Linked DNA regions of Sus scrofa: region 2 is linked to region 1. A link is a contact called in public promoter capture Hi-C data. All regions are on one chromosome and are shown on one strand. Each heading gives the region's core, a stretch centred on a gene start, on an enhancer-like site or on the middle of the called end of the contact. The rest is flanking DNA. Distances are from core to core; before and after follow the strand shown.

Region 1 (3,449 bases), core at 925-3,424:
CTAACCCACTACCATTACAGCAATCTTATAAGATACCACTACTCTCCCCATTTTACCCTGAAAACTCTGGCTTTGAGAGATCAAGGGATGTGTTGAAGTTCACATAGCAGGACTGGGACTTGACTCCAGAACTGAGGATCTAAACCTTGCCTTTTGCCCTTTCCACACCCCCACACTGCCTCAGTAAGATACAGTCTCTCCCCTCCAGGTAGGTACTTGGAATTCTGCCCCCAAGTCGACAATCTCCAAGTGAGAGGACTCCCACGAGGAGACCAACCACGAGAAGAGGACCCACCTGCTGGGCTTACATGTCATGGTTCTGCACCAAGAGGTTTGAGGATAGCACAAAACTGGGACTAGACCTGCTGTTTTGCAGTTTTGTTCAGATAGCTGCCAAACGGCTCAGGCAGGGCCAGGAGACCCTGGCAGAGTGGAGGAACCAACCTCACTTAACTATGGTCGTGAGAAGGCACTATATGTTTAGCTGTGGTTTACTAAAAGGGCAGGGTGGGGCAGTCCACACACCCCGGCAGGCTCCTTCCTCCGTTAGCTTCCTTTTGCACTATGAATCACTACGTGGCAGAAGGGGCAGCTGACTTAGTGCCCCTCTGCTGGATCTGATGTCCCCAACGTTGCTGGATCTCCCCCCATGAAGCAGGGGGTCTCCACTCTGGTGGCCCATCAGAAGGATCTGAGCCTCTTCAAGCAGGGTGTCTTCTCCTCCCCCCTCGACTGCAGGTTTCCTTACTCAGACTCTCTCAGAGGCGGGCTCAGCCTTTTGTTTTTAGAGCTCCTCAGAAATTTCTGAGATGGCTGTCACAGATGATCCAAGCACAGAGAAAAGTCTACTGTGGGCAAAGCTAAGGACCCTAGACTTCGTTCTGTCCCAGGCTCAATTCTGCCACCCACTAGAAGCCACTACCTGATGCCTAGTATTTAACCTATCAGAGTTTCAGTCTCTGCGAATGTAAAATGGGGACCAGCAAAGTTAAGAGTGATTGCAAGGAGTTAAATGTTTCTGCAAGAACTTCGTAAATGGTAAACATAGGAATATTGCAGTACACAAACTGTCAATATACCATTTACTGCCTAGTAGCATAATTTAGCAGTTTCTATGACTGCCTCCCCCATTAGACTTTGAGCATCTCCCGGCAGACTTGACAGCTAACTTGTCTTGGAATCCCCGGCGCCTAGCACAGAACAGTGATTAATAAATGCTTGTTAAATGAGTACTAGAAGCCGGCCAAGAAGCGGCTAGAGAGAGTAGCAATGGAAAGCCATGGAGAGGTGCGGAGAGGAGACTATTTTAAAGTTAATCCAAATATGTAGCGGCCACCCGAAAAGCACAGCTGCGTGGAAAGGAAGCTCTTAGATCGGGCGAAGCTGCCACAGAGGAGAATGAAGTCAGCGTCCTGGCAGGTGGGGGCAGCCCCCGCTAAACCCCTGACAGCTGCTGCCCAGCAACTGTTTGGGGGCAGGGCGACGGGCAAAGGGGCAGGTTCCCAGGCGCGCGGCGCCCTCCCCAGGGCCCAGCCTCCCCAAGACAGGGTGTCAGTGGCATGCATGTGCTATTTCGAACAGTGTGTTCCCTGCCAAGCCTGCCGGGTGGCGTCGCCGGGAAGGGACGCGGAGCGGCCGGGAGGTTCGAGGTACCCCAAAAGGTTCCGACCGAGGCTGCGGTAGGCTGGACCGTGAGCGGGAGTAGGGGGCGAGGGGCTCAACTCTAGCCTCGACCTCTAGCCTGACAGCCACCTAGCATCGGCCGGACCTTCTCCAAGCAGCGGTCGGAACGCTCTTCTCCCCGGAAAGGCGTGCCTCTCTTGTTACCTAGTAACGACGCCCCCTGTTGCATAGCAACAAGGATCCGGGTCCCCAGTTTGTTTCCCCGCGGAGCGACGTCGGACCCCTCCCCACTAGTGCTCTCCAGGCCTCGCGGCTAAGCCGTAGTCCCGCTTGTAGCTGCCGCCGCTTCCCCGTCTCGCGTGCAGCCCCCCGAGCGCCAGTCTCGGCTCGCACTCACCCGGCTCCGGCCACGCTATCCTTCACGTGCGACTTCACTAAAACGCGCCACTAAACCCGCGCCTCAATCCTGGGGCGTTGGTTTATCGTCTGCGCACGCGCAAGGCGGGATGAGCCCGGGGACAGGGCAGCCTCCCTCCCGGGATCAATCTGGTGCAGGTCAGCGCATGCGCCCTACCCTCTGATTACGTTTTTTCCCAAGCATTTCCACCCAGAGAAGAATGGGGTCGGAAGTTTGACCTGGGAACGGAAGTCCCTGGCGGGAAAGGGGAAAGAAGTGAGTATATCTGGGCGATAGAGTGGGTAAACTGGCTCTTTGAATTAGGAGTGGAAGTTTAGCCGCCCCCAAACCCCCCTTGGCATTTCGGGCAATGTAGTTCTCCAGCACATGGAGTCGCCTGCCGCATTGTGGGAAATGTAGTTCTAAGGAAGAGGCACTTGAAAGCACCCGGTCTTTTGAGAAACTTTTCGCGCTAAAAAAGGCACAAAGGGACGGGGTGTTAGAGGAGCTGTAAGAAGAGCACAACTGAGGAAAATGCATCCGCTCCCTCTGAGACCATTTCCACACCCTAACTCTGCGGATGACTCCCAGGTGTTCCCTCAATTTTAGAGAAGGAAAGGAACCAACTCCCAAACCCCATGTCTATCCAAAAGGCAGCGTCATGATGGGGAATCACGAGGATTTGGAATGAGGTTTTCCTTTGCCAGAGAGATGAAACAGGCTGCCTAAGTCGTTTCATCTATCTGGGTCTCCTTTTTTCAATTTTACTGTTGTGAAAAAGGAAACCTGGACTCCAAATGGTGTTACCTATACTAAGACAAGCCCCCCAAATCGGGGCTTAATACCTAACCTAAGTTTCAACCTCCCCCAGAAATTGTCTTAACCAGTCAGAAAGTTTTTGGTCAGCACCAATGAGGTAATCTGTCACCTGGGGCCAGTCCCCAAGATGATGATAACCTGCCATGTAGACCCTTTCTGTTCCCCATAGTTAGGTTACCTGTGCCTAAGATAATCTTTTTTTTTTTTTTTTTTTTTTCTGTTGATGGCATCCATATCCTGGCCTTTAAAAACCTTTCCCTAACTGTTGCCCTTTGGAGAGATGGTATGTTGCCTGATTCATGAATCTTTTATAGCCAATTCGATCTTTGAAACTTAGTCAGTTGAATTTTGTTTTTTGACTGTATAAAGTACTAGAAGGTCTTAAAAATACCTTTTCACTGCACAGTAGGTGTGGAGATTTAATGAAAAAGAGTGAACGCTGAAAAAAAAAAAGAAAAAACCTAAGTTGCTGTTCAAATGCTTTTATCACTTTTGGCTGCCATAGAAGCTCCCCTTTGATATTAAAATAGTTCCTGAAACCCAACACTCTTAAGCCAGAACTTTTTTTTCTGTCCCTCTCTGAATCATCTTTCTAATTCTGCCTTCTTCC
Region 2 (3,789 bases), core at 152-2,651, 990 kb after region 1:
GCCTTTTCCACCTAGCTGGTGTGCAGGAGAGACTTTTCTTCCACTCACTCAAGAGACACTCTCCAAAGGCCTCATATCTTATTTCGAAAGAATTACTTGTGAAAAGAATTTTTACCCTCTCCATCTTAATAATGGGCCTACACAGCTCAAGAAAATACATTTGCCTAAAGTGGCCCTCATTCATCTCCCTCAAAGACAGCTGTTGCATGAGAAAAACATAATTTTATCGACCATCTCTATCTTGTTTTCTGTTTCTTTCATTTCTGCTCTTTACTATTTCCTTATTTATCCTTTCTTTGACATCATCCTATAGTTCATTTACATTCAGGCTTTCCTATTCTCTCATAGAAACTGCTTTAGCTGTATCTCAAGTCTTTATACGTTAATAAGTTTATCTACTTTCCACTATGTTTTCTCAAGCAGTCCATTAATTAGAAGTGTGGAGTTTTTTAAAATGTTCTGATGTCTGGAGTTCTCATTGTGGCACAGTAGGTTAAGTATCCAGTGTTGTATTTGAGGTGGCTCCAATCGCTGCTGAGGCACAATTTCCATTCCCTGCCTGGTGCAGATCCAGTTAAAGATCTGGTGTTGCCACAGCTGTGGCAAAGGTCACACCTGTGGCTTGGATTTGATCCCTGGCCCGGGAACTTCATTTGCCACCAGTGCAGCCAAAAAAAAAAAAAAAAAAAAAAAAAAATTCTGACATAATGATCAGAAAACTTGATCTGCAACATCTAGAATCAGCAAACTCTTTCCGTAAAGGGCCAGAGTAATTATTTCAGGCTTTGCTAGCCAAATAGCCTCCATTGAAAGTATTCAATTATGCCTTTGTTGCCCCAAAGCAACTAAAGACAATATGTAAATAAATGAAGATGGCCGTCTTCCCACAAAACTTTACTTTGAAAAAAAAAGGCAGCTAAGCAGATTTGGCTGTGGGTCACACTTTCCCAACCTTTGGTCTATATGGCACCAATTCTCACTGTTAAGAAGTGCCCCTACCTAATACATGAACTTTTGTAGTGTTCTATGCGTGCTTAAAAGTTATCATCTTATCCCCAGCCTGCTCCACTTTAACATTTAGGTCTGTCCCATGTAAATATCCTCTTTTGTTAAACTGTCACAATGATTAAGAGACTGGGTTTCTGGAATGAGAGACCTGGTTGCCGCTTGCCATTGAGTGGTTTAGGATAAACTGCTTAACATCTCTAATCCTCAAATTCCTCATCTATGGAGAAAATAATACCACCTACCTCACCGGATTGGCATAAGGCAGACTTCAACCATCAGTAGAAGTACTACTGGAATCATCATGCCATTGAACCACTACTTTGTGAGGCAGGTATCATTAATCCCGTTTTCCAAAGAAATTAAGGCTCAGACACGTTTAGGTAACTTGCCCCAAATCTGACGGCCCAGTGGCAAAGCACTGATTCCCACCCAGAACTTCTATTTCCAAATCCAAGTTTCCACTACTCAGGCTCTGATTAATCCGGTCATACCACCACGTAAGGAATTTACTCTATGCCACTCCCAGGCGAGGCTGCACTTTAAGACACCGGAGAAAGGAGTTGCGAAACTGCACAAGAATTCGTGGTGCAAGGACTAAATTTCGTAGCCAAGTTTAGTCTTCAAGGGGAAAGAGTGAGTTCGGCTAGCGGAGATAACAGTTCTCCAAAGAGACTTCTGAAAACAGGCTGCCAAGGCACCTGGACAAATGCTTTTCTGGTCCTGATCCTCTAAGGAGGTGGTGTCACCCTACGGCGCACTCAGCCTCGATGACCTTGCTGCCCACGGCTGTGCTGCCTTTTTTGGCTCCCTCACTCCACACGCTTGATGTGCCTGAGCCCTAAAAATACCTCCCTGGTTGAACCTCCCTAATAAGCCTTCGGTTTAAAGAAAAGAGGAAAAAAAAGCCTTCATCTCTGAGACACATAAATCACAGCCCTGACCTGCTGTTGACTCAGCGGGTGACGTGCCGCTGAAAGTGGCGACGAACTCAGCCCCTTTCGATGACCTGAACTTTAACTTTTTTCCCCTCCACTCGGTGCCTATCGTATGTCGTGAAGACCGCCAAGCAACCCGAAGACGGTGTTGGACGCTGGAAAAAGTGCCCAGGAATGTCCATTTCTCCCAGCCTAAGCTAAGCCTGGGACTCTCCAAAGCCATATCCTGTGACAATCACAAGGCTTTTCTCCGCCCCGTCGGTGACGGAAAACTCGTGACTCGAACCTCAGCGTCGGGCGGGCGCAGAGAAGCCGGGGGCGGAGCTACAGGTTCGGATCGCGAGGAAGCCCCCGACGGGTGGCGCGTGCGCAGTCTCTCGCCACGGGACCTCCTTCCCGCCGCCGAGACTAGGAAGCGGGACGCCAAATCTGTCCCCGCGCAGCCGCCGCCGCCGGGCGCGGAGCGGGGCGGCCGCCCTCCCCGAGGCGCGCCTGCGCACGTTCCCACGCACGCTCCGGCGTACGGCGGCGGCCAGGGGTCGCGAGCCGGTGGAGGACCCGCGCGCGGAGGAGCCCGGAGAGTCAGCGCTTCTTCCCTCCCTCCCCCATTCCCCTCCCCGCTCCCTCCCCCCCCTCCCCAAGAATGTTCCGCTACGAGGTGAGCTGTTGCGACCGGAAGTGACCCCTCCCTCCCGCCGGCACGCGCCCCCCTCTCTGTTTCTCTCACGCTCAGCGCGTCGGTCCGCGCCCCTCGGGGGGAAAAGGGGGGGCGGAGGGGCCGGCAGGACCGAGCAGAGTGTGTGGGCTCTGGGGTCGCGGGTTTAGTCCAAGGGCTGTGAGCTGGCTTCGTGGGGGCGGGACTGTCCTATCAGTTGCTACTGAGGAGAGTTGACCTCTGTTTGGGGGTGGGGAGGGCCCGTTAAGTGCGGTAACCAACCACCCCCCACCCCACCGTACCCCCGGTGGGGCTCGGCATTGAGAGCCTTGCACCCACCCGGTGGCACTTAAGGCTTAAGGAAGAGCCACAGGGTAAAGCCCAGGGACGCATTTCCCGCCTAAGACCCAGAACTATCATCTCGCATTAATTACACATAGCCCCTTACTCGCAGGCAACCGTCAGGTCACCCGGGCCTGCACTTGCCCTTTGACTGGGGCGGAAGACTGTTTACTGATGAGAGCTCCGAGTGGGGAAGGGGCGTGTCCAGCAGAAGTTTTTTCTGGGCGAATGGAGGGAAACTGGGGGTTCGTGATGGTCCCTGGAATACAGCAACAGAGTTATGACGCTACCACTGAGTCTCTGTATGACCTTTAGCGACTGCTAATCACTAGACAGAGTTTCTGGATTTGTAGAAAGGGTGGGTCTAGACGATCCCTTTCCAACCTAAAAAGCAGTGATTCGGTGAAGTAGATCTTTGTGATTTGGGAATGCTTCTGGAAGTTGCCTCTGATGTGGATGCAGTTGCACATGCTTGCTTTGTCTAAGTTTGGAAGGACCTAAGATGGCCCTTTGGCCTAACGTTTCTTTTGGGAACAGCCTAGCTGAGAAATAGCCGGCAAGGTGTTATCACAAATGTGCCTGCCAGAGAGTGTGGAATTCTGATTCTGAGTATTTGAAAATTGGGGCTGTGTATTCTTGCTATTTGATGGGAATGGCTCGAGATCAAACTGACTATATGTAAACATGGAGAGACATGCTGAGATGTGGTGGGGCAAAGTTCCCCAAAGAAAAGAAAACTTGGAAAAATAAATGAAATGGGGGGGGGAGTGTTTAAAGTAGAACATACCCAAGTGATATCTAGCATTGTTTAACAATACACAATGTTTGCTTCAATCTTTTTCTCCTTTG

The links. Promoter capture Hi-C pulls out the DNA fragments that hold promoters and counts their contacts.
Region 2: a contact with region 1 is called in a promoter capture Hi-C map of liver, with 3 times the contacts expected there. The contact joins the promoter of PATL1 here to the promoter of TMEM109 in region 1. A contact is called at or near these places in 1 of 5 promoter capture datasets (liver) and 1 of 47 Hi-C or Micro-C datasets (embryonic fibroblasts).

What each region holds. Positions count from the first base shown.
Region 1 is chr2:10,834,950-10,838,398 of Sscrofa11.1, forward strand. TMEM109 (transmembrane protein 109) reads right to left here and starts at 2,175. Exons shown (of 4, transcript XM_003122670.5): 1 at 2,021-2,175. LOC110259253 (a long non-coding RNA gene) reads left to right here and starts at 2,209. Exons shown (of 3, transcript XR_002341475.1): 1 at 2,209-2,296.
Region 2 is chr2:11,825,415-11,829,203 of Sscrofa11.1, forward strand. It overlaps PATL1 (protein PAT1 homolog 1), which reads left to right and starts at 1,402. Exons shown (of 19, transcript XM_021082992.1): 1 at 1,402-2,601. The coding sequence starts at 2,587.